Regions from separate parts of the Mus musculus genome. Here all the other regions are linked to region 1. Evidence: chromatin contacts called from public HiChIP or PLAC-seq and promoter capture Hi-C data. All regions are on one chromosome and are shown on one strand. The core of a region is the stretch at or near the end of the contact, and the rest is flanking DNA. Distances in the headings are between cores, read along the strand shown.

What was found. Promoter capture Hi-C pulls out the DNA fragments that hold promoters and counts their contacts. HiChIP or PLAC-seq counts read pairs in DNA pulled down with a chosen protein or histone mark. Capture Hi-C pulls out chosen DNA fragments and counts their contacts.
Region 2: an H3K4me3 HiChIP or PLAC-seq map of stem cell-derived neural progenitor cells shows a contact between it and region 1, with 40 times the contacts expected there. The contact joins the promoter of H2-Q4 here to the promoter of AA388235 in region 1. A contact is called at or near these places in 4 of 115 datasets of contacts at active chromatin or transcription factors (embryonic stem cells, microglia and stem cell-derived neural progenitor cells) and 1 of 9 other capture datasets (liver).
Region 3: a promoter capture Hi-C map of liver shows a contact between it and region 1. The contact joins the promoter of H2-Q2 here to the promoter of AA388235 in region 1. A contact is called at or near these places in 1 of 39 promoter capture datasets (the 3T3-L1 cell line), 1 of 484 Hi-C or Micro-C datasets (liver), 3 of 115 datasets of contacts at active chromatin or transcription factors (embryonic stem cells and stem cell-derived neural progenitor cells) and 3 of 9 other capture datasets (adipose tissue, liver and pancreatic islet).
Region 4: an H3K4me3 HiChIP or PLAC-seq map of stem cell-derived neural progenitor cells shows a contact between it and region 1, with 26 times the contacts expected there. The contact joins the promoter of H2-Q1 here to the promoter of AA388235 in region 1. A contact is called at or near these places in 1 of 39 promoter capture datasets (the 3T3-L1 cell line), 2 of 484 Hi-C or Micro-C datasets (both in liver), 3 of 115 datasets of contacts at active chromatin or transcription factors (embryonic stem cells and stem cell-derived neural progenitor cells) and 2 of 9 other capture datasets (adipose tissue and liver).
Region 5: an H3K4me3 HiChIP or PLAC-seq map of embryonic midbrain shows a contact between it and region 1, with 4 times the contacts expected there. The contact joins the promoter of Ppp1r18 here to the promoter of AA388235 in region 1. A contact is called at or near these places in 1 of 39 promoter capture datasets (liver), 1 of 115 datasets of contacts at active chromatin or transcription factors (embryonic midbrain) and 1 of 9 other capture datasets (liver).
Region 6: a promoter capture Hi-C map of liver shows a contact between it and region 1, with 6 times the contacts expected there. The contact joins the promoter of 2310061I04Rik here to the promoter of AA388235 in region 1. A contact is called at or near these places in 1 of 39 promoter capture datasets (hippocampal neurons) and 2 of 9 other capture datasets (liver and pancreatic islet).
Region 7: a promoter capture Hi-C map of the SN4741 cell line shows a contact between it and region 1, with 4 times the contacts expected there. The contact joins the promoter of Ddx39b here to the promoter of AA388235 in region 1. A contact is called at or near these places in 10 of 39 promoter capture datasets (the 3T3-L1 cell line, 3T3-L1-derived adipocytes, the C10 cell line and 6 more), 1 of 15 datasets of contacts at CTCF or cohesin (large pre-B cells), 6 of 484 Hi-C or Micro-C datasets (the CH12 cell line, cerebellum, embryonic fibroblasts and 3 more), 11 of 115 datasets of contacts at active chromatin or transcription factors (T-cell acute lymphoblastic leukemia, astrocytes, bone marrow-derived macrophages and 5 more) and 3 of 9 other capture datasets (adipose tissue, liver and pancreatic islet).

The regions. Positions count from the first base shown.
Region 1 is chr17:33,979,434-33,983,280 of GRCm38.p6, reverse strand. AA388235 (expressed sequence AA388235) reads right to left here and starts at 1,789. Exons shown (of 1, transcript NR_033305.1): 1 at 1-1,789.
Region 2 is chr17:35,377,397-35,381,457 of GRCm38.p6, reverse strand. It overlaps H2-Q4 (histocompatibility 2, Q region locus 4), which reads right to left and starts at 1,841. Exons shown (of 6, transcript NM_001143689.1): 1 at 1,751-1,841; 2 at 1,285-1,638; 3 at 822-1,097. The coding sequence starts at 1,814.
Region 3 is chr17:35,341,040-35,344,935 of GRCm38.p6, reverse strand. H2-Q2 (histocompatibility 2, Q region locus 2) reads right to left here and starts at 2,629. Exons shown (of 8, transcript NM_010392.3): 1 at 2,540-2,629; 2 at 2,067-2,336; 3 at 1,548-1,823; 4 at 1-181. The coding sequence starts at 2,603.
Region 4 is chr17:35,318,104-35,322,366 of GRCm38.p6, reverse strand. H2-Q1 (histocompatibility 2, Q region locus 1) reads right to left here and starts at 1,820. Exons shown (of 8, transcript NM_010390.4): 1 at 1,742-1,820; 2 at 1,277-1,546; 3 at 817-1,092. The coding sequence starts at 1,805.
Region 5 is chr17:35,863,746-35,868,038 of GRCm38.p6, reverse strand. Ppp1r18 (protein phosphatase 1, regulatory subunit 18) reads right to left here and starts at 1,424. Exons shown (of 3, transcript NM_175242.1): 1 at 1-1,424. The coding sequence starts at 804. It overlaps Nrm (nurim (nuclear envelope membrane protein)), which reads right to left. Exons shown (of 4, transcript NM_134122.2): 3 at 3,751-3,927; 4 at 2,639-3,528. The coding sequence ends at 3,247.
Region 6 is chr17:35,894,957-35,898,965 of GRCm38.p6, reverse strand. 2310061I04Rik (RIKEN cDNA 2310061I04 gene) reads left to right here and starts at 1,588. Exons shown (of 6, transcript NM_001033630.1): 1 at 1,588-1,775; 2 at 2,894-3,295; 3 at 3,594-3,682; 4 at 3,847-4,009. The coding sequence starts at 1,704. It overlaps Atat1 (alpha tubulin acetyltransferase 1), which reads left to right. Exons shown (of 13, transcript NM_001142744.1): 11 at 499-578; 12 at 667-709; 13 at 1,051-1,371. The coding sequence ends at 1,225.
Region 7 is chr17:35,240,158-35,244,435 of GRCm38.p6, reverse strand. Ddx39b (DEAD box helicase 39b) reads right to left here and starts at 2,690. Exons shown (of 11, transcript NM_019693.3): 1 at 2,584-2,690; 2 at 986-1,323; 3 at 173-300. The coding sequence starts at 1,196. LOC115488830 (a small nucleolar RNA gene) reads right to left here and starts at 1,758; the gene lies at 1,682-1,758. Mir6975 (microRNA 6975) reads right to left here and starts at 361; the gene lies at 301-361.

The DNA of each region.
Region 1 (3,847 bases), core at 540-3,039:
AGAAAGAAAGAAAGAAAGAAAGAAAGAAAGAAAGAGGGGGAGAAAGAAAGATAGTTTTAATAATAATAATAATGGTAATAATAATAAATAATAATAACAAAATGTTTAGCCTCTCCTTTTGCTCACAATCCAGAAGAGGTAGTGGAAGAGAAAAGTTATTTAGATATGGGGGAAGTGGACCTGTTTAACAATAGCTTTTGGGGGGCAAGCTCAATTTTCTTTGTCAGCAGTTCAGTCCCATGGCAAACACCAAATACGAATCAACAGCTTCAGTCCAGACTTCTTGGCCAGCAGACCCCATACAGGAACCAGCAGGTACAGTCCAGTCCTCTCAGTAGGGAAACACCATGCCTGAATCAGCAACTGTAGAAACCAGAAGAGCAAGCAGACACAGAGCAAGCCTTTCCTTCTTCCAGGTCTTCATGTAGGCTTCCAGCAGAAGTCATGGCCCAGAGCAAAAAGTGGGAGGGGCTCCTGCTCAAATATTCTGGTTTACACCTGTGTCTTCCTACCTCAAAGAAAAGGATCAGAAATTGATTTTCACACTTCAAATTAAGCAAAAACACCTCACAGATGCTGCCCTCCATTTTGAGGTTTTAGTTAACCCCACATGTAGCTGACATCAAAGAATCATCACCATGGTCCCTGTCCGAGTTCTGGAACTGCTCTCTGGGGCTTTGCAGCTCCTTTTAGCACCCATGGCTCTGCCTCCTGCCTCCCCTCTTACAGGGAGTTTTCTTCCCACGGCTGGAAAAGCACGTAAAGTTCTTCTGGATGTAGTTTGATGAGAGCAGGGCGGCCTGAGACCTGAGAGCCCTGGAGAAGTGCAGATAGGAAGGAGGCCCTGGGGCAGCTCAGCAGCCTGGATCCCCTTTACCCTCAGCTCTGTGGGTTCAGACGCTGTCCTCTTTGTTTCTTCCACCAGGCGGCGCTGTTGCCCAAGAATGCGATGCTTCTCTTTCATCTTCAACAGGTGAGACTCTGGAGGGTCTGCAGTGGGAGGGAAGATGGGAAAGGGGACACCTTTCTCTGCAGGAATGCTCTGGATGTTGGGATGTCATGGGCTGTTACAAATTAGCATTCAAACGTCTGAGTCGAATTTATCTTGTTCATAGGGAATCAAAAACTCACATCAGCTCAAGTGCAAAGATGAGCACACACTGTGTCTTCTTCCTGGGATGAGGCTGTGACCCACTGGGCATGGTAGGTTCATAAAATGAAATATCATCTGTATTTTTAATTTTATGCTTTTTGACAAATTGTCATTTCAATACACTCTATTTCAACCATCTTTTCCTGTCCTGTTACAGAGCGCTCTTCATTGGCTGGTGGGACAGTGATGTCCAAACATTCCTGTGCCCTCCACTCCTGTCCTCACACTCTGGATGTGTAGGAGAAAGAGAAGGAGTATTTTTCAAATCATATTTTTAAAATTTTATTGTCATGAGATGTAATCATTTTTGTATGTGAATATGTATGTGCACTAGCACTAGCATTCGATCCCTGGGAACTGAAGTTGCAGATGGTTGACAGCCACCATGTGCTGATGGAACTCACCCTGGATCCTCTGCAACAGGAACTGTTACAAACGCGTTCTCTCACACCCGGCCAGGAAGAACACAACAACCAGAATCTTCTGCGGCAAAGCTTTATTGCTTACATCTTTATGGGGCCAGAGCGCCAGAGCGCGCGGGAGAGCGAGGGCGCGCCAGAGCGCCGAGTCCTATTGTTACATCTTTAGGCAGCGAGAGAGCGCAAGGCGCGCAGAGCCAGAGAGATGCCAGCGAGAGAGAGATGGCGGAAACCCCCTCCCTCTTTAAGGAGAACTATATTTTTGCTAGGATGCATCACTCCCTGATTGGCTGCAGCCCATGGCCGAGTTGTAGTCACGGGGAAGGCAGAGTACATGGGGGGAGGAGTACCCTGGCACATGCGCAGATTATTTGTTTACCACTTAGAACACAGGATGTCAGCGCCACCTTGTGACAGCGAATGTGGGGCGGCTCCCAACAAGGAACACGTGCTCTCAGCTCTGAGCCATCTCTCCAGCCACCACTGGAATGTTCACATCAAAACCACACAGCTGATCCACAGCCTGCTGCTGAGCACATGAGAGAAACTAGAGGCCCAGGAAGAGACAGTGTCAGTGCATAGCTCAGGAGGGAGGGGAGCTGGGCACTGATGGGGAGAGGCCTGAGGACAGAGACAGAGAGGGGCTGAGCAGGAGGGGACAGAGGCAAAGGGGGAGACCTAACTCCGCAGAGTCCCCTGTTGGAGGGTATCTCTGTCAGATTGCACTGGACACATCTGCAGAACCCTGCTGGTCTCTTCCATTTCATAGTGAACGCTATGCTGGTTTGAATGAGAACAGCCACACGGGCTCATAGGAATGAATCCTTCATATCCAGCAGATGGAACTCTTGAGAAAGATTGGAGGTGTGGCTTGGTTGGAGAAGTGTCACTGGGCTGGGCATTGAGGTTTTAAACATTTCCAGGCTCCAGGCACCTGCGTTTGGCTGTGCCTGTGGTCTGGCTGGACTTTAATGGCGTAGGTTGCGGAAAGCTGGACCAGGGACCATTATAGAGCAGGTGAACGTGCAGACCGCCATTGCGCATGAGCAGGAGCTGCTCAAGATGACTGACAGGCGTTTCAGGAAGTGCATCAGGAAGCCTGGGGCTCCTTGGACAACTCTGAGCAGGAATGCATCACCATATGCATGGACCGTTACAAGGACGCCTTGAACACTGTGTCCTACGCCTACAACTCTCGACTGCCACTGGAACAAGCCAACGTGTGATCGACACCTGTGCTTTCTGACAGTGCTCTCAGAAGACAGCAAGGACCAGTGTGAGTGCAGGGACATGGCTGACCCACTGAGCTGTGACCTCATGAGAGAGCAAGCCAATGAAGCACTGATGGGAGGGTGGGGAGGAGCGACTCCCACTGTTCCCAGTGTCTCTCCTTTGGTATGCAGATAGATGTGTGAGCTTACACTGTTCTTGTACCATGTCTTTCCTCTGCCGTCATGGATTCACATTCTCTGAAAGTAGAGAACAGATTAAAAACATTCACAACTTGATGGGGTCCCAACGTCTTATAGTCGTAGAAAAGTAACGAAAGCCAAGTGTGATGACACAGGCCATTAATCCCAGCAGACAGGCGAACTCTGTGAGTTCAAGGCCAGCCTGATGAACATGGTCATCTGTGGAGACCCACCTTGCCTTATAAAAACAGGATAAAACAGAAGAAAAGTAACAGAGACAGATCCTTCTGTGGAGCTGCTTAAGGCCAGTTGCTTCCCTAGTCAGGATGAAACCTAAGAGCATCAAGTTCTCAGGGAAACGGGGGAGAGGTCAGGTCAAACTCCACACAACCAAAACCTGTGTAAACTTAATCTTTCCCAATATCACTGATCAGGGGTGAAACCTCGAAACACCAGTGTGTGCTCTCTGGCATGAGGATCATCTTTCTTCCAGTGTCCACACTGCACAGGCGTGAGGAACTCTGGGGCCAACTCAGTTATCAGATCCAGTGTCCCACACAGCTGTGACATTCATGTCTCTCACCTCATCAGCTCTTAAGTGTGAGTGAAGGTCAGGGAGGGAGGGAGAGGGTCAGAAATTACATAACTTCTACCACACTATCATCCTTTTTCTGTGGTATAGTCGGTGACAGCTCCTCTCCTACTGTGATTAAGTCACTAAAACAAATGTACCTTGGACGTGCAGACACAGAGAAGTGCAGTGGAGACAGCGATCAGTGCCCTGCTGTCTGTGGTCTGCACAGGGGTCTCTCTTCAGTGGACAAGGGGGTCTCCTGTGCTGAGACAACGACAATCCACTTGGA
Region 2 (4,061 bases), core at 592-3,091, 1.4 Mb before region 1:
CGGATTTCTGAGGTCGAGGCCATCCTGGTCTACAAAGTGAGTTCCAGGACAGCCAGGGCTATACAGAGAAACCCTATCTCAAAAAATCGAAGAGAGAGAGAGAGAGAGAGAGAGAGAGAGAGAGAGAGAGAGAGAGAGAGAGAGAGAGAGAGAGAGAGAAGGAAGAAGAAGAAGAAGAAGAAGAAGAAGAAGAAGAAGAAGAAGAAGAAGAAGAAGAAGAAGAAGAAGAAGAAGAAGAAGAAGAAGAAGAAATTCCACTATTGATATTCCTCCAGGGTACCCCATAAGGGCTGATGTGACCACCACTATAGGAATAGAGAGAATTAGGTTGTCGAAGGGGTGGAAACCCCACAGACAGGGAGGGATCTGGGAGAATGTATTCTTTTGAAAATTCAGGAAACTGAGGCAATCAGCCTAGTGTAGGGTAGTCCATGTCTCCCATCAGTTAAAGGCGACTTCTGGTCCTGAGGTGTAAGGGCTGACACACTCAGCAGGACAGGAGTCAGTGTCTACAGACAGTGGGCTGAGAACCCGGCCTGGGAGAGGCCATGGCTGACAGAGGCTACAGGGGAACTGAAGGGAGCAGCTGTTGTTACCTCAGGGAAATTCTCTCCTTCCCTCCTGAGACAGCCTGGGCACTGTCCAGGGAGAAGGCTGAGCCCTGGGAGAGTCAGTGCAGTCACTGTGATGAGGGATCAGGAGACCCAGGGTCACTCTCTCCCCTCTGAGACAGGGGCATCACCCCAGCTGAGGGTTTCTTCTTCCCCAGGACTGAGCCCCAGCCCGAGGGCAGAGGGAGGAGCTGCCCGCGGCCCCTGCACCTGTGCGCAGCAGCGTCTCCTTCCCGAGCTCCAGGTATCTGCGGAGGGACTGCACGCACGCGCCCTCCAGGTAGGCCTTGCTTTTCTCTGTAGCACCAGCCTGCTCCCACTTGCGTCGGGTGATCTGTGCCGCCATGTCCGCCGCCGTCCACGTTTTCAGGTCTTCGTTCAGGGCGATGTAATCGCGGCCGTCGTAGGCGAACTGCTGGTACCCGCGGAGGAGGCGCCCGTCGGACCCCACTTCACAGCCAGAGATCACCTGAATAGTGTGAGAGCCTGCGGGACCCCGCGGTCAGCCCCGCCCACACGCCCCGGCCCCGCCCACCCGCGGACTCCTCCAAACTGAAAGGGAAACCAGTCCCGCGTCCGTTCTGCTCAGAACCTCGAACTTGGGGCCCGGGACGTCTCGGGCCCCTGTTTTGGGACGTGGAGGGGTCGTGACCTCCGATCCGGGGTCACTCACCGCCCGCGCTCTGGTTGTAGTAGCTGAGCAGGGTCCTCAGGTTCACTCGGAAAATCTGCTCATTGCCCTTGGCTTTCTGTGTTTCCCGCTCCCAATACTCCGGCCCCTCCTGCTCCATCCACGGTGCCCGCGGCTCATATCTCGGATTCTCCGCGTCGCTGTCGAAGCGCACGAACTCCGTGTTGTCCACGTAACCGACAGAGATGAACCGGGGCTCCCCAAGGCCCGGCCGGGACACGGAGGTGTAGAAATAACTCAGCAAGTGTGGGCCTGGAGGCAGGGCGCGGTGAGACCCCGAACTCCTTCCGGGACCCCCGGCGGGTGAGCGGGCCGGGAGGGGAGCAGGGCGCGGGGCTAGGGTGGAGAAGGGGCGGAGGGTCAGGTGGGCGACGCCGGGACGCGGCTTCCCCCGTGCCGCCCCCTCCCCTTTCCTCAGAGGCCATTTCCCTCCGGACCCGGTACTCACCCGCGCGGATCTCGATCAGGGTCTGGGCGACTGCCACCAGCAGAAGCAGCATTGTTGACGCCATTGCTCCCCTCTGGGATTCTGGGCATCTGACTCTGGCGGGCTGTGTGGACTTTATAACCTGCTCCCGCGGCGACGATGATTGGTTCCCGGTGATCACGTCACCCAATGGGGGTGAGAACTGCCAGTAAGTCATCAGTGTCCGGGCAGAAGGACCTGACCCAAGTTAGGAGCAGAAGTGAAACTGGGGAGATGGGAAATCCCCACCCCTGATCTCACTGCCTGGAGACTAAGACTTTGCCTGAACCCTGTGCTGTGGACAGAGAGCTGTTTGTCTTGGTGTCTCCGAGTTCTGACCCAGAAGCTGTCAGGACACCAGGAGAGAAGAGACCTGCAGGCCAGACTCTCTGTATCTTCCCTCCACCCTTCCTCTTCCTTCTTCTCTTCAGAAGTCAGACCCTGGAGCCTTCCAGAAGAAAAGCCACTTCCAGGAATACAATGGCAACACAAGCGCTTGGGGATGCAGTGGAGAGAGGCTTCTCCTTAAAGCAGAGGCGCTGGCCTGCAAGCCCCATTAGAACACCACAGAGACCAGGCTCTGTTCACCTGCAGTGGGCGGCTCACACTGCCAAGCCTGAGTGCAGGACTCTCTTCTATAAAGAGGATACTTCGTCTTTTCCCTCAGGATCTGTCTTCTCAGCCCTGTGCTGGGACACAGATTCCTTGTGTCACTTCCTAGATGAAGTCTGTGGCTGCAGGTTTTTTGTTTGTTTCTTTTTTGTTTTTTTAAAAACAAAGATCTTCCTTCTGAGTTTGTCTCTGTGGACCTGGGACATTGTCTCAGCACAGGAGACCCCCTTGTCCACTGAAGAGAGACCCCTGTGCAGACCACAGACAGCAGGGCACTGATCCCTGTCTCCACTTCACTTCTCTGTGACTGTACTTCCATGGTGCAGTTGCTTTAGTGACTCAATAACAGTAGGAGAGGAACTGTCACCAACTATAACACAGAATAATGATGATAGTACGGTAGAAGCTATGTAATTTCTGACCCTCTCCCTCCCTCCCTGACCTTCACTCACACTTTTGAACTGATGAGGTGAGGGACATGAATGTCACAGCTGTGTGGGACACTGGTTCTGATAACCGAGTTGGCCCCAGAGTTTCTCAGGCCTGTGCAGTGTGGACACTGGAAGAAAGATGATTCTCATGCCAGAGAGCACACACTGGTGATGTGAGGTTTCATCCCTGATCAGTAGTGTGGGGGAAGATTAATTTTACCCATTTCATGATTCTGTGGATCTTTTCAAACCATAGCCACAGAAGTGAAGTGGAAAGAAGAGCAGAGTTGGGTGGGGACTCCTGAAGAGAGTCACTCATCACACAGAGCAACAAATGTGTGTGACCACCGGTGTGAACTCCAGTCACCTCCCCATGCAGATCTCCACAGCAGCCCCCCAGATTCACCGGGATTCAGCAGACCCTGTCTCCCTGAACCACTGTTATTGGATGCTGTGAGCATTTTCCGTGGGGATTTGATGCTCTTAGGTTTCTTCCTGACCAACCTAGAGATGCTGTTGGGGTTAGGCAGTGCTTCACAGAGAGGATCTGTCTCCATTACATTTCTTCTTATTTTACTATGTGTTGTTTTTTTTTTTTTTTTTTTTTTTTTTTGTTTTTTGTTTTTTTTTTTTTTGACAAGGTCTATCTGCACAGCCCTGGCTATTCGGGAATTCATTATGTAGATCATGTTGCCCTTGCCTTTGCATCCTAAGTGCTGGGTGTCTTAGTTTTGGTTTTGTTGTGGTGATGAAACACCATGACCAAGGCATTCCTTCCTAAGAGAAACATTTAGTAGAGGCTGGCTTACAGTTTCAGGGATTTAGTCCATTATAACAGGAAGCATGCCAGTGTGCAGGTACACATGGTGCTGGAGGAGATGAGACTTCTACACCTTGATCCAAAGACAGCCAGGGAGAGGCTTTCCTTCCACACTGGGCAGAGCATGAGCATGGGAGACCTCAAAGCCCAACCTCACAGTGACACACTTCCTCCAACAAGGTCACACCTCCTAATAGTGCCACTCCTTGTGGGCCAAGCTTTCAAACACATGAGTCTATGGGGCCACCTATTCAATCCACCACACTGGGATTGAAGGCCTGTGTCACCACACCAGCTTCAGTTAGTTTTTTATTACTGTGATAAGACACTGTAACCAAGGCAACATATAAAAGAATGTGTTTAATCTCTTCTCTAGATTCAGAGGTTTTGAGTCCATGATGACAGAGTGAAGGTGGTGGAGGAACAGCTG
Region 3 (3,896 bases), core at 1,380-3,879, 1.4 Mb before region 1:
TTCTGGAAGGTTCCATCCCCTGAAGGCCTGGTCTCCACAAGCTCCATGTCCTGGGTCAGGTCCTCCCCATTCAACTGCCAGGTCAGGGTGATGTCAGCAGGGTAGAAGCCCAGGGCCCAGCACCTCAGGGTGACATCACCTTGAGAACTGGGGTGATGGGTCACATGCGCCTTTGGGGGATCTGTGTGGAAGATTTAAGAAATCACAGGATTTTAACAAGACAAACTAAAATCTACTCAAGACTCAGTTAAATCAATGATGACAGTGAATTATTTGTCTGTTTGACACTACAACTGTCGTTGCACAGTGACCAAAAGCAGAGCTGGTCCCCTCAGCACAGAACTACACATTTTCTTTTGGGACTTAGAAGCAAAGAGGGAATCCACTGAGACTCAACCACTGTGGTCATCTTGCTGACCAACATTAACTGTCAGTCCAAGAGAACAGCCATCACAAAGTGTGTAGTGAGAAAATGACTCCCAGCCCCTGACTCTGGGGGACAAGGTACAGGTGTTTTAAGCAGGACACTTGAAGTGATCTGTGGACCTCACTGGAACACAGTGGGCTCACAGGGTGTGTGGTCTTCCCTCTCACTCAGCCCTGGATTGCAGAAGACCCTGTCTCTCAGAGTCCAAGTCCTGATTCACTGGGGGGGGGGGCACTGTAACTTGTGGGGCAGAGGGAGAGCAGGAGGCTTCTGGATGTTTAGTTCTGACAGGAAACACTCTAAGTTCACAAGAATCTGTTATTTAATGAGAACCTTGTTTTAACCCGTCTAATTATCCAAGTTAGCAGTCTCCCCTGGCACCTGTGGAGACTGATACAAATGATAATACAAGGGCAGGGAGAAACAGGATCACTCCAGTGCAGACAAAAACTGACTAGAAACAAAATAACACCTTCAAAAATAAAGAAAAAGTAAAGAGAAAAGAAAGAAGAATAAGAAAACAGATAAATAAGTAAAAGAAATTTCTCGATTTATATTCCTCCAGGGTACCCATAAGGGCTCACATGACCATTCACCACTGTAGGAATAGAGAGAATTGGGTTGTGGAAGGGATGCAAACCCAACAGACTGGGAGGGATCTATGAAAATGTACTCTATGAAAATTCTAGATACTGGGCAAATTAGCCTAGTGTAGGGGAGTCCATATCTCCCATCAGGTAAAGGCGACTTCAGGTCCTGAGGTGCAAGGGCTGACACACTCAGCAGGACAGGAGTCAGTGTCCACACACAGTAGGTGTGGGCAGAGAACCCGGCCTGGGAGAGGCCATGGCTGACAAAGGCTACAGGGGAACTGAAGGGAGCAGCTGTTGTTACCTCAGGGAAATTCTCTCCTTCCCTCCTGAGACAGCCTGGGCACTGTCCAGGGAGAAGGCTGAGCCCTGGGAGAGTCAGTGCAGTCACTGTGATGAGGGATCAGGAGACCCAGGGTCACTCTCTCCCCTCTGAGACAGGGGCATCACCCCAGCTGAGGGTTTCTTCTTCCCCAGGACTGAGCCCCAGCCCGAGGGCAGAGGGAGGAGCTGCCCGAGGGCCCCTGCACCTGTGTGCAGCAGCGTCTCCTTCCCGAGCTCCAGGTATCTGCGGAGCCACGTCAAGCAATCGACCTCCAGGTAGGCCCTGCGCTTCTCTGCAAGACCAGCCTGCTCCAACTTGCTTCGGGTCTTCAGTGCTGCCAGGTCCGCCGCTGTCCACGTTATCAGATCCTCATTCAGGGCGAGGTAATCGCGGCCATCGTAGGCAGACTGCTCATACCCTCGGAGTAGGCTTCCGTCTGGCCCCAGGTCACAGCCAACCAACCACTGGAGAGTGTGAGAGCCTACGGGATCCCGTGGTCAGCTCCCCACCCCCTCCCCACCCGGCCCAGGCCGCCACCACCCGCCCCGCTCCCGCCCCCAGACTACCTGTCCGGCCCCGCCCACCTGTGGGCTCAACCAAACTGAAAGGGAAACCGATTCCAGGTGGGTTCTGCTCCCGAACCTTGGACTTGGGATGCGGGAGGTCTCTGGGCTCCTGTGTGGGGACGTGGAGGGGTCGTGACCTCCGACCCGGGGTCACTCACCTCCCTTGCTCTGGTTGTAGTAGCTCAGTGCGGTCCCCAGGCTCACTCGGAAACTCTGCTCATTTTCCTTGGAGACCTGTGTGTTCCGCTCCCAATACTCCGGCCCCTCCTGCTCCATCCACGGCGCCCGCGGCTCCATCCTCGGATTCTCCGCGTCGCTGTCGAAGCGCACGAACTGCGTGTCGTCCACGTAGCCGACGATAATGAACCGGGGCTCCCCGAGGCCAGGCCGGGACACGGCGGTGGTGAAATACCGCAGCGAGTGTGAGCCTGTGGACGGCGCGCGGTGAGACTCCGACCTCCTCCCGGAGCCCCGGCCGGGTTCGCGGGCGGGGAGGCCAGCAGGGTGCGGTGCTCGAGATGTAGGTGGAGAAGGGGCGGAAGGTATGGTGGGCGACGTGGGGACGCGGCTTCCCCGTTGCCGCCCCAGCCCCTCTCCGCAGACGCTGTTTCCCTCCCGACCCCGCACTCACCCGCGCGTGTCTCAGTCAGTTTCAGGGCGGCCACCAACAGCAGGAGCAGCCTTCGCAGCGCCATTGCCCCATCTGGGATACAGGGCATCTGAGGCCCTTGGCTGCATGGACTTTATAACCTGCGCCCGCTGCTGAGGAGCTGGTTGGTTTCCCAGGATCCTGCCACCCAATGGAAATGAGACCTGCCAGATAATTCCTGCTACCTCAGGGTTCAGAGAGGGCATCAGATCCCCAGGAGCTATAAAGTGGTGCTGCTACAGGGCAAGGGAGGGGCAGGAGCTGAGCTGCAGGAGAGGGTGGAGTCTGCAGGGAGCAGAGTGAGGCCCTTGTGCACCTGTGTCTTAGTGAGGGTTTCCATTGCTGTGATAAGACCCCATGACCAAAAGCAACTTGAAAAAGAAAGGGTTTCTTTCAGTTTACACTTCCACATCACAGTCTATCATTGAAGAGATTCAGGGCAGGACCTTGAGAGGATTCTAAAGGAGGAACTGAAGAAGAGGATGAGGACCAGTGCTAATAGCTTTGTAGCTCATGGCTTGCTCAGCCTGCTTTCTTATACAATCCCTGATGACCTGCTAAGACAACCTGCAGTGAGCTGAGCCCTTCCATACTGATCATTAATAATAATTTTTAAATTGCCTTATACACTTCCCCAAAAGCGTCCTGGATGGATGCAATTTCTCAATTCAGGATCCTCTTCTTATATATGTCTCAGTTGGTGTGGAATTAACAAAATACAAACAGCACAGGCTCCTGGTGCAGGGTCACTCAGTGAGAGCTGAGGGAGGAGGATATGTGAGTTCCTCTCCCTGAGCTGAGCCAGGGACCTGTCCTGTGGATGGAGGCCCCATGGAAAAACAGTTGGAATGCAAGGAATGGGAACACAGTGGGTTCCAACTCCATTCCTGCCCCTCAGTCCTGAGGACCTGTCTCTCCCTTGCCTGTTGGTTGATGCTGTTGACATAACCATGGGAGGGACTGATAAAGTCAGGGCATGGGAGGAGAAGGGTTGCTTCAGGAGCTTTCCCTTCCCCAGAACTGTGTGGTAGCCTGATCACACAACATCAGTGATGGGAGCAGCTCCAGGCTTGGTTTTAGCTGCATTGAACCATGTCTGCTCGCTGACCAACATCCACAATTTATCCAGGTTGACAGTTGGGCAGAAGCTCTGGTTCCTCTTCAGGTGGTCATGCCTCACACCAACTTTCCCTGAGTGACCTGGGTGACACTTGTGAAGTTCATCCTGAGGTGATGCCTCTAGCATTCCTGTGGCCTCCTGGGTGCTCGCAGTGTTTTCCTGATGCAACCATGGCCTCGGCTCAGGTGGCCCCGGAGTTTCCAGGTCTTCCTCAGTCTG
Region 4 (4,263 bases), core at 571-3,070, 1.3 Mb before region 1:
GGGTGTTTAGTTCTGACAGGAAACACTCTAAGTTCACAGGAATCTCTCCTTTAATGAGAACCCTGATTTAACTTGTCAAATTATCCAGGTTAGCAGCCTTCCCTGGCACCTGTGTAGACTGATACACATGATAATACAAGGGCAGGGAGAAACAGGATCATTCCAGTGCAGACAAAAGATGACTACAAGCAAAATAATGCCTTCCACAAAAAAAAAAAAGTAAGGAAAAAAGAAAGAAAGAAGAAAAAGAAAAGAGAGAAAAAAAGAAAAAGAAATTCCATGATTTATATTCCTCCAGGGTTCCCAATAAGGCCTCATGTGACCATTCACCAGTGTAGGAATAAAGAGAATTGGGTTGTCGAAGGGGTGCAAACCCCACAGACAGGGAGGGATCTGGGAGAATGTATTCTTTAGAAAATTCTAGAAACTGGGGCAACCAGCCTAGTGTAGGGGAGTCCATGTCAGGGAAAGGAGACTTCCGGTCCTGAGGTGTAAGGACTGACACACTCAGCAGGACAGGAGTCAGTGTCCACACACAGTGGGTGTGGGCAGAGAACCCAGCCTGGGAGAGGCCATGGCTGACAGAGGCTACAGGGGAACTGAAGGGAGCAGCTGTTGTTACCTCAGGGAAATTCTCTCCTTCCCTCCTGAGACAGCCTGGGCACTGTCCAGGGAGAAGCCTGAGCCCTGGGAGAGTCAGTGCAGTCACTGTGATGAGGGATCAGGAGACCCAGGGACACTGTCTCCCCTCTGAGACAGGGGCATCACCCCAGCTGAGGGTTTCTTCTTCCCCAGGACTGAGCCCCAGCCAGAGACCTGTGCGCAGCAGCATCTCCTTCCCGAGCTCCAGGTATCTGTGGAGCCACATCAGGCACTTGCCCTCCAGGTAGGTCCTGTGTTTCTCAGCAGCACCAGCCTGCTCCCACTTGCGTCGGGTTTCCTGAGCTGCCACATCTGCTGCTGTCCAGGTTTCCAGGTCTTCATTCAGGGCGATGTAATCAAGGCCATCATAGGCGAACTGCAGGTACCCGCTTTGAAGGCGCCCATCTGACCCCAGATCACAGCCAGACAACTTCTGGAAGGTGTGAATGCCTGCAGGAACCCTGGGTCAGCGCCTCGCTCCCCCGGCCCCGCCCACGCGCGACTCCACAGAACTGAAAGGGAATCCGGTCCCGGGTCAGTTCTGCTCCTGAACCTGGGACTTGAGAAGCAGGAGGTCTCTGGCCCCTGTGTAGGGACGTCGAGGGGTCGTGACCTCCGACCAGGGGTCACTCACCGCCCTTGCTCTGGTTGTAGTAGCTGAGCAGGGTGCTCAGGCTCTCTTGGAATCTCTTCTCACTGCCCTTGACTCTCCGTGTGTTCCGTTCCCAATACTCCGGCCCCTCCTGCTCCATCCACGGCGCCCGCGGCTCATATCTCGGATTCTTCGCGTCGCTGTCGAAGCGCACAAACTGCGTGTCGTCCACGTAGCCGACAGAGATGAACCGGGGCTTCCCGAAGCCGGGCCGGGACACCGAGGTCTCGAAATACCGCAGCGAGTGTGAGCCTGGGGGCGGCGCGCGGTGAAACTCGGACCTCCTCCCGAGACTCCCGGCGGTCCGTGGTCCGAGAGGGGAGCAGGGCGCGGGACGTGGGTGGAGAAGGGGCGGAGGGTCTGGTGGGCGACGCGGGGACGCAGCATCCCAGGTGCCGGCCGCGACCCTCTTCTCAGAGCCCGTTTCTCTTCGGACCCCGCACTCACCCGCTCCGGTTTTGGTCAGGGTCAGGGCGGCTGCCAGCAGCAGGAGCAGCCTTCCCAGTGCCATTGCCCCATCTGGAATACAGGGCATCTGAGGCCCTCGAGCTGCGTGGACTTTATAACCAGCGCCCACAGAGTAGCTGGTTGGTTCCCCAGGATCCTGCCACCCAATGGACCTGCCAGATAATTCCTGCTACCTCAGGAGGTCAGAGAGGGCATCAGATCCCCAGGAGCTATAAAGTGGTGCTGCTCCAGGGCAAGGGAGGGGCAGGAGCTGAGCTGCAGGAGAGGGTGGTGTCTGCAGGGAACAGAGTGAGGCCCTTGTGCAGCTGTGTCTTAGTGAGGGTTTCTATTGCTGTGATAAGACCCCATGACCAAAAGCAACTTGAGGAAGAAAGGGTTTATTTCAGTTTACACTTCCACATCTCAGTCTATCATTGAAGAGATTCAGGGCAGGAACTTGAGAGAGGATTCTAAGTGGGAACTGAAGCAGAGAGAATGGGGACCAGTGCTAATAGCTTTGTAGCTCATGGCTTGCTCAGCCTGCTTTCTTATACAATCCCTGATCACCAGCCAAGACCACCTGCAGTGGGCTGAGCCCTTCCATACTGATCATTAATAATAATTTTAAAAATGCCTTATAGACTTTCCCAAAAGCGTCCTGGATGGATGCAATTTCTCAATTCAGGATCCTCTTCTTATATATGTCTCAGTTGGTGTGGAGTTGACAAAATGCAAACAGCACAGCCTCCTGGTGCAGGGTCACTCAGTGAGAGCTGAGGGAGGAGGATGTGTGAGTTCCTCCCTCTGAGCTGAGCCAGGGACCTGCCCTGTGGATGGAGGCCCCATGGAAAAACAGTTGGAATGCAAGGAATGGGAGCACAGTGGGGTCCAACTCCATTCCTGCCCCTCAGTCTGAGGACATTTCTCTCCCTGCCTGTGTTTGACAATATTGATATAACCTCGGGAGGGACTGATAAAGTCAGTGCAAGGGAGGAGATGGGGAGAGAAATAGGGACAGTTTATTACCTCAGAACAGGGTAATCTGATTTGGGGGAGACTGAGGAGAGGTAGGTAGGTAGTTTACAGATAGATATATAGACATTCATATAGACACAGAATTAAAAAGGAATGAGAAGTGCTCTTCCACACTTTGGACATTGACAATTTCCCTTCGTGCTCAGACTTCTTGCAGTTTTAGGTCCTGCTCCAACAGACACCTGCCCAGCTGGGGAAACATTCAGGGCTGACCCTGTGGGCTTGTTAGAGTTCTTGCATGGATCAGAGAACCATGAGGTTTTGCAAAGGTCACACAACACAACAGACTTCATGTGAGAGATTTATTGTGGGTGGGTAGTGAGTATGGAAGAGAAAAAGAGGGGGCTGTGGAGACCTGAGCTGGATAAGGATACACAACTTGTGGCTACAGTAGAAATGTGTCACATTTGGTGGCTGGTGATGATGTGGCTTCTGGAACTGAGAGGCTGAAAGCAGGCTGGTTCTGGAATGTGGGTGGTCATTGGTTGACAGACATCCCTTCTTCTTATTTACTATATATGGTGAGAAAATAGGAAGGGGTGTCTGGTGAAGCAGAAATGGGGTTACTGAGCTCTTTAGAATCCTCCTGTTGTCTTGGGGGAGGTGTCACTATCTTTGGGGACCCAAGAAAGCTGGGATGCTGGGTAGGTTCAAAAAAAGCATGCTGTTCCCTCACTGTCCAGGCTCTGCAGGACCACCTGCAGCTGGGGAATGCAGATGCATCTTTCAGTTGAACCATCATGGGGCAGGTGCTTTGAAGCTGTGTCTGGCATGCAGAGGTTGAGGAAACACCTGGAGCTAGCATTTTACTGAAACCTATCTGTATATATAAAGATCAGAAGGTAATGTTAAGGAGGCTAGAATAATTTTTTTCTTTAGGATTAATGTTTTAAACCCATAGGCTTATTAGTTGGGGGTGGGGCATCCCAAGACCACAGAAAAGGAGAGGATAACCCCACCCTTAGGACTAAGCTGAACAGGCAGGAGATGAAACAGGCTGTTGATTGACAGTTCTTATCTGGAGTCCATTTGACCTGTGGGAAGTGGATTCAAGTAGATTCTTTGAAGCTTCAAAGAATTTTAAAAGTTTACAAAATGAGATAAATTTTAGACATGTAAACATACCACTGTGGATTCTGTGCTGAACTTCACATTGTAAAAACGGCAGCAGACTCATGCCTTTGAGTCTTAGTAAAAGCTTGTGGACTCCAAAAGTGGATTTGGAGGTAAAACCACGAAGATTCCTACCTCTATCCAGAACACAGGGTGCATAGAGATTGGACAGATGTTTTTAGCTCAGTGAGAAGCACTTTTAAGTCTATTCTTAGAAGACAACCATAGGAAATTCATAATCTTGAGCTTGTAACTATAATAGCAATTATTGATTATCATAGATAGATCAATAACTCATCAGAACTCCATTGATGAATGTTAAAACTCTGAAACTTTTAGATCTTAATGTAACAATAGCATAGAGAGGAAAGATC
Region 5 (4,293 bases), core at 175-2,674, 1.9 Mb before region 1:
CTCTTCACCGGACTTCAGCCTCCACTCTGTGGCCTCCAGCTGTATCAAGCTCTGTTTCTGGGGTTCTCTTGAGTCAAGATTCCATTTATGGACATCTGTCGGGCTGGCCTTCTGGTCACCAGGCTCCCCAGGGCTCAGAATGCTTTCCAACACCTCCTTTCTCTTGGGACTGTCATCTCCAGAACCCGCTAATCTCAGACTCTCCTCTGGAGTTTCTCCAGGGCTCAGCCTCCATTTCTGAGCCTCTGCTGGTCTGGAACTCAGGTCTCTGGCCTCTGCTGGGCTCTGCCTCCAGTCTCGAAGAGACCTCGAACTTGACTCTTGGGCTCCCCCTATCACCAGCCTCCTATCTCTGGACTCCCGGGGACTTAGCCTCTCTTCTCTGGACTCTCTTCCCTTAGGACTCTGATCTCTTAAATTACCAGGACTTGATCTCCTTTCTAGAACCTCCAGAGGCCCAGCCTTCCTATCACCAAGCACCTCGTTTCTCTGCTGCTGCTGCTGTTGCTGCTGCCGCTGTCGCTCCTGTTGGATGAATCGATTCTGATGTACTGGTCCAATAGCCTCCAAAAGGACAGCAGATTCATCTGGGTCTGGAGGTCCAGCCTCAGCATTCCCAGGCACAGGGCTCCCCTCTCCAGGAGGCAGGCCCAACTTGGCTCTGCGTCGTTCCAGGATTCCCCTCTTCCAGGCTGGCATCTGGGACAAGCGATCCCGTTCTGCTTTCTCGCGGCCACGAACCGCTGCCTCCTCCTGCCTCCGCCGGGCTAGCAACTGTAGCTTCCAATCTGGGATAGCGGTCATGGTCACTGGAAGTGAAGGAGAGAGTATTGGGGGACAGGAACAGGAAGGGTAAGCTTCAGAGGAGCCCGGAGACTGAGAATGGGGGTTGGGGGAGGAAGTGATGCGGGAAGGGACGAAGAAGGGCAGGAGGGGACAGTGGAATTAAGAATGAAGATAGAGGAAGGCCGTGAAAGGAAGGACAGCAAAAGAGTCAGGAACTGAAAAACTGAAGAGAAAAGCTGGGTGCCAAGTTGGGGGTGGGGATAGTGGGAGAGGAAGAGTCGAGATTCCGGGCAGAGGCAGAGCTAGATTGGGGTTTGTGGGCACCAGACCGTCCCTAAGATATAAGAAAGGGGAGAGAGGAAAAGCAGGAGAGAGAGAGGAGCCGGAGGAGCCGGGGCTGAGAAGTGAGCGGATTCAGTCAAGACTGCCTCCCCCGGTACGCAGGGGGAGATAAACGGGAAGAACAGGGAACCAGACGGCGAAGGGCGAGGAGATCGGGCAGGAGGTGAGGAGGTGAGGACAGATGTAGAGGGCAGAGGTCCAGGGTAGAAGGGGAGACCGGGAAACAGGCAAGGGCGCCGGCGCCTCTTCGCACGGGGCCCCCGCAGCTCCCGGCTGCCTTCCCGGCTGCGCTCGGCCCCGCCCCTCAGTCCGGCCCCTACCCCACTGTCTTTCCCGCCCCCGAGGCGGGTCAGGGGAAATACCCTCCTTGGGGACTTTTGGTACCCGAGCAAGTGTGCAGCCCCGTACATTCCCAGAACCCTGGCGTCCAGCCGCGTTCAGTCCCTACAATCTCGCCGGCCTCCCCACCGGATACGCTCCAGAACTCGGGCGCGACGAGGACCCACATCACGCCTCTGCTGTCTTCCCCAACCAGGGAGCCGGCTCTCAGGGGACCTTGACCCAAAGGGTTGTGCACCAGAGGGAACTGAAGGGACAATCTATGCAAAAGGGGAGACACTCCAGGGAAGATCTGGAGCCAGGAGGCACTTCTCTTAAAGTGGGAGCCACATAGTCAACTTACACGCCTCGGGGTCCCTAGGAGGAGGTGCAGTGGAGTCAGGCGTCGGGAGAGAGGAAGAGGAGGAGAGAGGCGAAGGGAGATCCGGAGGGAGGGAGGGAAACAGAGGAGGAGGGAAGAGGGAGCCTAAGAGGAGGGACGGAGACGCAGACTGGGGGCCAGGCGGGGGCGGCGACCGCTTTGTCTACGGACAATGGGGCGAGGGAAGGGGGCGCAGGGAGGAGCCCGGCGAAGGGCGGGGCTTCGCTGCCCTCCTTCCCGCGTGGACTCTGGTGGGACTTCTCTCTTGCTGTGGCTATCCCCTCGCTCTCCGTTGTCTGTCTCCAGAGACCTTCACCCGCTTCCTTCCTTGCAGCCCCGAAGAAGCGGGGTGTCCAGACCCACTTCTCCAGCTGGCCGACCCGGGGCGGCGGCCCGTGACTCAGGCCCCCTGAGGGACATGGGGAGGAAGCGGCAGCTGCTTGGAGTCGGACCCGCCCTTCCCATCTCTCGCCGCTCCTCCCCACGCTTTTTCTTTCCCTAGCCAGTCTTTGTTACCGTGGCAGAGAAGGCGGCTGCCAGGCCCTGGGGTCTGAGGCAAAATGGCTTTGGGAGTTCGCTCTCCTCCCAGAGAGTTATTCTGTCTCCCGTGGGTTCCCTGATTTATACGCGGAGAAACTAATATTTGGAGGGAACAGGACTGGACGACTGAGAGATGGGGCGGGTCCATGGGGTGTGGCCCCAGCCTTGCGATCGTTTTAGAGTGCTCGGCTATCACCGCAAAAACTAGGTCTCATCTTCCTTCCCACAATTGGTTCTGCGGCTTGAGAGTCATGGACAGACAAGTGGATATCATATGTATAAAATTTTATTTTTTCTGCAGCGCATATCCTTTGGGAGAGCAGGGAGCCCTGAGTCAACCCGAGTTAAAATCGGGAGACGTCGCCTTAGGAGACCACACAGAGCTGTAGGGAAAGACCTAAGGAGAAACTAAGGCAGGAGTGGGGAGGAAGCACAGCCGCGGTACAAAAGAGCCACTACTTATAAACTTTCAGATAGGCCCTGACATAGCTCCCTGAGGTGGAAACATGGAAGGGAATCCCTGAGGTGCAGAGCCAATAACAGTGCCAGGGGAGTGAGTGCTCCCCAGTGTGAGCTGAGGTGCTCCCCTGTGTGAACTGACCCAGTGTGTGTGGAGGTCATGCTCTAAGAGAAAAGGAGACTCATGAGTTTTGTAACCATTCTTGGCTGGTGAGAGGCGGATCTTGAAGACCAGTGGAGGAAACTTTGAATAAGAATTCAGGATCAAGATTCAGGAACTGAGTTCTCCAGCAGGAGAGGGCACAGCCCCTTCAGGGCATGACTTCCAACCTCCTCCGCGGTCTGAAGCAAACTCCGTCTGGATACTAAGGGATTTGATTTTGAGGTGGGAAGTAAATTCAGGGCTTAGAACTAGCTCCTCACTCTGCTTCCCCATCCTGAGGTCTGGAGAGAAGGTGGAGTTTTCTTTGTAGCTGAGACCGAAGGTAGCGGAGATCTTGCTGGTCAAGCCCATGAGCCAAGCCCAGGTAGAGGGTAAAGAGAAGAGCCAGGAGGAGCCGATCGGTGCCCAAGGTGGGGACCACCCACAGCACAGTCAGCAGCTCCACACACACTGGGTGTCGAAGGTGGGAAAAGAGTCTCAGAGCCCGAGGAGACTTCAGGGACAGGGGCTCGCCCAGTCCCAGCACATGGTAATAAACCTGGAAGAGAGAACATCACGGAACTCAAAGTCAAGCCCTCTATCTCAGTTGCCTCCGTCCTCTTCCCAGCATCCACCCTCAAAGCCCAGGAGACCTACAGTCACTCTCCTTTAAGGCAAGCTGGAGGAAAACAGAGGCACTACAAAGCCGAGAGAAGTCAGAAGAGTTCAGGAGGGAGAGACTTGCAGACGCAGATCTCACGTAGGGGTGTGGGATTCTCACCTGCTTGAGGCCCATCAGTTCAGCGTAGTCAAAGACCAGAAGGATGCTAAAGATGAGGAGCCAGGAAACAACGTGGAGCACAAAGCAGAGGAGAGGTACCCAGGTGGCCCATGGTTCAGCCCGAGCCTCCCATAACACTGGGCCTCTGGGTGTAGTCTCCCAGTACCGCATCACCAACTGGGGAAAGATGAGAGACTGGGCACACCAGTGGTCTCCCTTGCCCCACAATAACCTACGAGGACTCTTTCCGACAGGTATAAACAGTAAATATTTACCATGTGGAGGGTTCTGGGAGGGGTACCAAGGACATGAAGATGGCCCATCCCTACACAGGATTTTTTGGAGACTGGACGGGATGGGGGCTGGTGGATAATAATCACTCAACTAGCCTATGCCAAACATCCATGAGAATACCAACTGGAAGACAAGTGCTATTGTGAGGCCTAGGGAGGTTGTAGGATAAGAACCCGGGAGGAATTCAGAGCTGAAGCAATAAAACATGAACAATGTTGCAAAGGTGAGACTCTCTTAGTGTGCTGGGGA
Region 6 (4,009 bases), core at 339-2,838, 1.9 Mb before region 1:
TAAGTACACTGTAGCTGTCCTCAGACACACCAGAAGAGGGCATCAGATCTCATTACAGATGTTTGTGAGCCACCATGTGGTTGCTGGGATTTGAACTCAGGACCTTCAGAAGAGCAGTCGGTGCTCTTAACCGCTCGCTGAGCTATCTCGCCAGCCCCGAGTTCTTATATTTAAAAGAATCATTTTAAGGGAGTTCACACATTCAGGCACCATGGTTCAGCAAGCTCCTTCCTGCATGCCCAAGTGTTTTTGACATAATTAGATCACATCACACACCATCCCAGTTAGAGCAAAGCAACAGTGCAGGATGGTACAGGAAATCTTGAAGTATAAAATAAGCCCTCCCCTACCTTTGCTAGAAGTCTTAGACAAGAATCCTTTAGGGAGGTAGCTGCCCATCGTCTTTGTTCCCACGCTATCCCTCCTTTCTCCTCTGACCCCTCCATGCCACCTTTTCATCCTGAGCCTCTTCCCCTTCATCTCCCGTTTCTTCTACAGGGGGACTCCCTGGGGGCTGGTAGCCCAAAGCTGCCACTACAGCCGCCATGGGGGATTCAATACCTCATTCCTGGGTACAGGTAAGTAGCCACTTTTTCTTATTCTCCAACCAAATAGGTCACACACACATACGACTACAGTCTCCCTAGATGCCTGGTATTTCCACAGGCAACCAAGAACGGAAGCAGGGGGAACAGGAAGCGGAGGATAGGTGAGGTCTACACCTCCCCCTTAACAGCTGCCAGCACCTTCTGACACTGCCTAACACTACTCCTCCTGCTTCCTCCTAAGTCTGTGTGAACTGGATACCAGTTTCCCCCACACATCTTTCTACCTAACGTCGTATAAGCCTTCTTCCTTGTGGCTTGAATTCTGGTGTTTTTCCCCTCTGTCGTGCTCTGAGTACTTAAGTTTGGACACCGTGGTAACTGTCCCAGCCTTAAAACCCAACAGGTGTCTGTACATTACCCTGCACCCACAACCTTGAAGAATTGTCTCAGCGTAATTCCCCGTTAGCAGCTCTAACACACGCTTCATCTCCCTGCCCACCAGGTCGGCCAGTGAGGATCGGGTCTTGTTACTGGATGGGTCTGGGGAGGAGCCTACACAGACAGGTGCTCCAAGGGCCCAGGCGCCACCCCCCCAGTCCTGGACGGTGGGTGGGGACATAATGAACGCCAGGGTCATTCGAAACCTGCAGGAACGCCGCAGCACCAGGCCTTGGTAACCATGGCCAAAGCTTAGTCCTCAGTATGGATGCATTCATTCACTCATTCATTCAACAGGCCTGTCAGCCTCAGATCCTTTGTATCGTTATTTTTAACCAGAGCAATAAAAGTATTTATTTGTTATCACTATAGCTACCGACAAAAAGTGACTTGTCATTATTCAAATTCACATGCCCCTCAGTCTCTCTCCTGAAACTATATTCAGTCCTACCTCCCCTCATTTTGCTAGGCCTGACAAGAGGCTGCGCAGGCGCCCTGGGAGCGCCCCGGCCCGCTGTGCGCAAGCGCACTCCCGCGTAGCGGCGCCTGGGCTGCTGCGGGCCCGCTGTGCGCAGGCGCACGGTCTCTCCGTTTTCCTCCCTTAGCCCCGGCCCCCCCCTCCCTCCTTTCCCCTTCACGAAGCCGGCTCCGGGGCGCGCTGCCCGGCGAGGAGACGGAGACGGGACGCGGGAGGCGCCCGTTCACTCCCGGAACACCATGTACCGTCCGAGCCCGGGGGCCGCCCGGCGCCTCGGGCCCTGCCTCCGCGCCTACCAGGCGCGACCCCAGGTGAGGAGGGGCGGGCGGAGACCCTCCTCAGAGCCGGCCGAGGGGCGGGGCGCCGGGCCGCGCAGGCGCAGAGGCCCCCGCCGCCCCTGACCACCCGTGTGCTGCACGTGTGAGGGGCGCGGGGCCCGCTAGGGCCGGCGTTCCCGGTGAGGTCCGGGGAGCGGCTATCCCGGGTGGCCCCGGTCCCCGCCGTTCTTACCTGTGCCTGGAGGTGACTTGAAGGGCAGGGCAGAGAGGCCGGAACTGCGGGCCTGTGGTGCACCTGCAGAACGGTCCTGCCCGAAAGGCTGGCCGCTGCACCGGGTCGGGCTCCGGGGGACGGCGGGAGCACGGCCACGCCCCCGGCGACGGGGAAGGCTCCCAGAGGGCTCGGCCAGGCCCCATGGACCCCCTGCCCCTGGGGTTCCTGGGCGCCAAGGGACTTGGAATCAGGCTTGACCTCGGGTGACCTGCCATCCTTGCAGTAGCAGCGTTAGTGACCGAGTTCACCCTTCAGCAATCGGCCCGATTGTCATTTAATGGTGCAGAAAATGATAATATAGAATATATATGTAATATATAATGATAATAGCTTCCGTTTATGTACTACTTTATGGGTGACGAAGTTTATACATTCATCATCCTGTTATATAGGCCTCTCCTCTATTTACTGGAAACTGAGGTGCAGGCAGAGTGCCCAGAGGTTCCAACAGAGTCAACTCAGAACTATTCACACCTTCACTTGGATGTTCTTTGCCCTGCACAGCTCTATTTCAGAATCCTGATACATGTTATATATAGATCGCATCATTTCTCCCATGGAGCAGTAAACCAGGATAATGATGGAATCATAGGTGTTCTTTCTAAAGTTGGGGACGGTGGCCCTGGTGCTGTTGTCCTCCTGCGCTCTTTCCTCATGTCTCCCTTTCCTCTGGTAAACTCTCTTCTGCAGGTAGGACTTGAAGCTTCTGATCAGCCCAGCTGGGGTGGAGGAGCATGAGCTGATTTCTTGTTCCTTTGTTTGGTTTTGTTTTTTAAAACTAGGTCTGTGTAGCCCTGGCTGGCCTGGAATCCATGGTAGCCCCTACACCACCATGCTTAGATGTCTGATTTTTTTCTTTTTGTTCTCTTTTCCCTAGGACCAGCTCTCTCCTCGACCTCTACCATTCCCCCCGCTCTGGCCCCACTCCACTCCACCGACTTCTCCATCTTTTCCTCCTCACCGGTCACTACCACCCTCACATCCTCCTACCCACCATCTTCCCCAGGCTCCTCCACCACCTCTCTCTCAGGCCCAGGCTCTCAACTCATTGAGTATGGTTCTTCCTCCGAGAAAGAGGGAGAAGGGACCAGGACCGGAACTACACAGTGGTTGCCTGGATGGGCTTAGGAGCCTTTTTGAGGGACCGCCTTGCCCCTATCCTGGGGCTGTGATACCTTTCCAAGCCCCTGGACCTTCCCACTCTTCCCCCACCACTCCATCAGGAGATGAGAGTATGGAGGAACACCTGGCTGTCATGCATGAGAGACTAAGACAAGAGGTAAGCAGCCCATCTGTAGCAGGGAAATATGGAGACTAGTCAGTTAACTTGTCCTCGTTACTGTGCTGTGAAATGCCTTCTTGGGGAAAGGGTGTCCCTGTTTGAATTAAGGACCATTAAATTGAAAGTGCCGTTTCACTTGGGGCGGGGGTGGGGGAGGGTGAGTGGAAGTTAGAAGACCCTAAAGATAGATTACTGAGGAGCCAAACTGGTTATACTCTGGAGGTTGAGGGAAGAGGATTCCAAGCTCAAGGACTGAACCTTTCCTGCTGAGTTGATGCCTTCTTCTTCCACCTAGCTTCCCACCCTCTTCCTTCGCTCCCATGACTACACTATATATTCAATGGATGTGGAATTCATCAATGAGATCCTGAACATTCGTACCAAGTGAGAGTTGGGACGAGGGAGGGAGAAGAGGACCCATGCTAAATAAATACTTGGGTCTTGTCCCAGAGAAGGTTCTAGCTGCTTCCTGAGACTGTTCCCCCACACCTTGGCAGAATCAGTTTTGGTTCTGCAGTCCTGATATTCCTGTCCCTTTATTCTCACAGGGGCCGGACATTTTATGTTATGTCCCTGACCCTTTGCCGCTTCCTGGTTTGGAACTATTTTGCACAGTTTCGGTTGGAGATTTTACAGCTGACCCGCCACCCTGAGAACTGGACCCTGCAAGCCCGCTGGCGTCTAATAGGTCTGCCCATACATATGCTCTTC
Region 7 (4,278 bases), core at 1,441-3,940, 1.3 Mb before region 1:
ACAGACACAGTAAAGTCAGCCCCTCGTCACAAGAGCATCCAGCAACTTGTCAGTGATGTTGGCGAACATTCCCCTTGAACTGCAGAGGACACCAGCTGAGAACACATGGAGCCAGAAACGGCCTCCTGGTGATTCAATCTCCACACCCTCTCCAGCACTGCCCCCAACATACCTGCCCAGTAACGGGCTCCAGCTGCTGCAGTGTGGCCAGGACAAACACTGCTGTTTTTCCCATGCCTGACTTGGCCTGGCACAGGACATCCATCCCCAGAATGGCCTGCGGGATGCACTCATGCTGGACTAGGAGGAGAAAGGAGAGACATTTTTGCACCGTGCCAAACCCCTTTCTCCCCAGCCGACTCATCATATGTCACCTTGTCACCTTTCAGACCCCATCCTTTCCCTGACCCTCATCACTCTTACACTCAAGTCAAACCCTCCTACCCCAGCTCCCCAGTTCCGCTAAGAAAGAACCCTCGTGAAGCTACCAACAGCTCACCTTCCACGTTCCTGGCTAAACTTACTTTTCTTACACCGCAACAATCTATGAATTCGACTGCCACAGGCCATTTCTCCTACATAGGTTGCTGTGCTTTTGGGTCATGTAACCCTGCAACCTTGAACAAAATGAAGGACTTGGTACCTGACCCAGAAGCCACAGAAGCCAGCATCCTGATCGTTAAGGTTTCCGGAAACGACACTTGGCCTGGCCCAAAAGAAGGGAACTAAAGGTCCAACCAGGCCCTCTCTGGGAGTCCGAACAGTCAGAAAGACAAAAACCAAGCAAAAAAGCCAGGCACAGAACAAATGGCAGCCCTCTGTTTAACGGAGAACAAAAGCCTCTTCTACAGCTGCCGTCTTGGGTACATTCTCAGAGCTTGGCCTATCCCAAATAAATTCAAATCCTATGACCCTAGACTTGAACCTCCCTTTTCTTGCACCAGAGGTGCTAAATAAGGTCTCTACACCCAACAATAAAATGTACCCTCTGATGGATGCTCAAAGCCACAGTCAACGATGGCCCGGAGCAGCTCTGGCTTGAGTAGAAAATCTCGGAAGCCGGAGCTGTGGATGGAGACGTAGGAGCCCTTGACGTCTTTCTTGGCGGGAGCCTCGGTCCCATCTGCCCCAGCGGCTGTCTCCACCTCGTCGTCTTCGTAGTCCAAGAGCTCATTGTCCACATCGTTCTCTGCCATAATTGGGCCGGCAGGGGGAGAAGGGAGGTCTCTTGAGTTAGGTGTCCCAGAGCAGGTGAGGAAGCAAGGGCCAAAGAGAGGGGTTGAAGAACAGCAAGGGGAAAGACACCAGTTTCCGACAGAAGAGCTGGGAGAGGGGACAACAAAAAAACCGGAAAAACTCATCAGTCACGAATGGACTCGTCACTTCTCGTCGATCCCTACACCCGTCCTATTCTTCCCTAAACTGTGAAACCTTTGTCCCGAAAGAAGAGTTAACAAAGAGACTCATGACATAAGAAACGGGAACACCAGACGGGAGAGACAGAGTGGGCTCCACCGCTAACCAGACTTTGTAACACACACTTCGACAGGCAGGAGCCAACTGGGAGACCGCAGTAAAATGAGCGTGACTAACGACTCACACGAGGGTTGAGACACAAAGGACAAGGGAAGACAGAGACTGCGCTTTCTCCTGCCACCTCACGGTGGTGATCCCCAACGTCAGCCATCAGTCAAGGGTGATAGATAAGGGTCAGCACTGCGCAGAGCGCTCACTTCCCAAATGCAAACATCATGTGGCTGCCGCTATTCTCTTGCTCAGAAACCCCCGAGTGGCCGTCCCAGCGGCGCACACCTGGACCGGGGAACAGAAGCAGGAAGGAGGGTGGTGCGGGGCGGAGGGTGGGAAGTGTATGAATGGCTCCATTTCAAGAAAAAAAAAATTTTTTTGTTTTGAAAAAGATGGGTGTGTGCAGTTCAATGGCAGTGCTTGCTTAGTAACGCGAGAGGCCGCAAGGTTCGGCTCAGCGCTGCCAAAGTTAATTTTAAAAGTCGCACTAAGGAATTAAGGTCACAGCTGAGAACGATGCAGGATTAAGAGTGTGAGCCGGGTGGCCTTAGAAAGGAACGCCTTGCAGTGCTCTCGGAAAAGCTTCCCCAGAAGTGCGCGACACCATCGGCCACGCACAGAGGCAGCCATTCACAGAGAGCTCCAAATAAGGCAGCGAAAGCGGGGTCAAAGGGCTGGACGGGCCCCGGAGCGAGATCTTCCCATCCCTGGGCGAGCAAGAAAAGGCCCGGAGGGGAGATGCGAGGGGCCCCGCCCTCCTCCTGGCGCCGCCTCCGGCCGCCGCGGCCCCGGGTGGGCAGAGGACCCACTGGAACACCCAGGAAGCGCGGAGACACAATGGCGGCCGAGGCCACCATTTTGGATCGTTCCCCCCTTGTCTCCCAGCTCCCCGCCAAGATCTGCTCTCAGAAAGGGGTGAAGACAACAGAACTGGACGCCCGCCTGCGCGCCGGCGGCCACGGCGCCGGCCCGGCACCGGGTATCAGGGACCCGCGCGGCGGGGCGAGCCGCGGGAGAAGCAGATGGCGGTGGATGGTGCACAGGGCCAAAGCTTACCTAAGCACTGCGAGCGTGTATGGCGGCAGCAACGGGGACGGAGGCGGGAAGCTGCCTTCACTTCCGGTTCCAGGCTCGCCCCGGCCTCCCGCCTTCCCGGCCGCCAGGGCGCACGCGCAAGGAGCCGGAAGCAGGCTTTCGCCGCGCGCGCTCCGCGGCTGGCTTTGCAGAACGCCCACTTGAAATGAAGCTTCAGACGACGCCTCCTCCGGTCGCCAGTAGCAAGAGCGCGACAGGAAACTCACGTCTTCCCCCGCAGAGCTCTCCATTTTGTTCTTCTACGCTTATGCAACACCCTCCGACGGTCGGCTCTACTTTAGTTTTGTTTGCCACGCCAGGCTTCTCCCTGGGCACCTCTCTGTGGGCATGGAGGACTCCGCGATCGAATGAGAAGCGTTTCTCACGGGGTCCTTAGCCTCGTAGTCAAGGTGACCCGAGAGCGGCTAACTCGGGCCTCTGCTGGAGGGGAGGGGGACACGTGACCACGCCCATTACAGTCGTGCAGAGAATAGGCAGGATTTACCCAAAATTATATCGAAAGATGGAGGCTTACATTCTGTCTAGGTGCTAAATAAATGGTGGGGTTTGAGGTTATGCACCTTTCCATAATTCTTGCTAACTAGAGCAGCAGAATAATCTCAGTTCCATTATTCAGCCTGGACATCCCCCTCCCCCCATGTGGTATTCCCTTTGAGATGTTACATATAGCAGAAGTGTTGTCCTGTTGCCTTGCTACATAAACACAAGCTCGGGCTTTCCCTATTAAGGACACTTAATATTAATACAAAGTAACACTAAGTATCAGTGTTGCCAACCAGCTGGCTGTGTCCTGCTCAACGCATAAGCTCTCTGGGCTGGGGCTTGGTAGCTTTTGATCCCTCCGCATTTGGCAGCCCTAAGCAGCAGGCCGGCGGGTTTTGTATAAATCAGAGAGGAGTGGGAATTCCTCGGCCCTGGTAACTTATTACGAACTGTAGCTCCAGAAAGTGCGGTACCTGGGCCTTTAGCTTTGAAGCGTTTCCAGGAACTCTCCTAGTGACCTAGTTGGCGGGCTCTTAGCCACTGTCTTCCTGTTACTGGACCTAATGTGACATTGTGGAGGGTAGCATAGTAAGGTTTGTCCCAGCTGACCCAAGTGAGCCAAACTTTCTGCTTTACAGCCAGCAAAGGGTGTTTGCACCAAACACAGCAAACAGCAAACTCGTGCAAATGAAGACTTGTGTTTGCACCAATCATAATATTGTCCCTTTGGCATCAGTGATAACACATCTTCCTGCTACTGGACTATGGGAAGTTCCACCCTCCACTGGGGGAGGAGAGAGAGGACAGAAACAATCCTGGCTGAGCCATTAGCTGTGTGGTTTCCTCAAAGACTTTATAGAAGATTCAAAATGGCCATGCTGACAGTCCTCGTTAAGGTAGCCAGGGCAGGAAGGGATTGTCTTAACAGCTGGCTGTGATTTTAACAATGCTTAAAACCTGGGCCACTGGGGCCACAGCAAGGTGAGTGCCCCTCATCTGTCTTGCCATTTTTTTCTTCCTTTCTCTGTTACTGAGTTTGAGCAGTTATATAGACTGGCCTCAAGCTCTCAATTCTCCTGCTGGAGGATTTGAATGCAGACCCATGCCCCGCTCCACTCTTCCTGTAAACATATGAAAATAGAGAAATAAAACAAGGTGGCCAAGGCAATACAG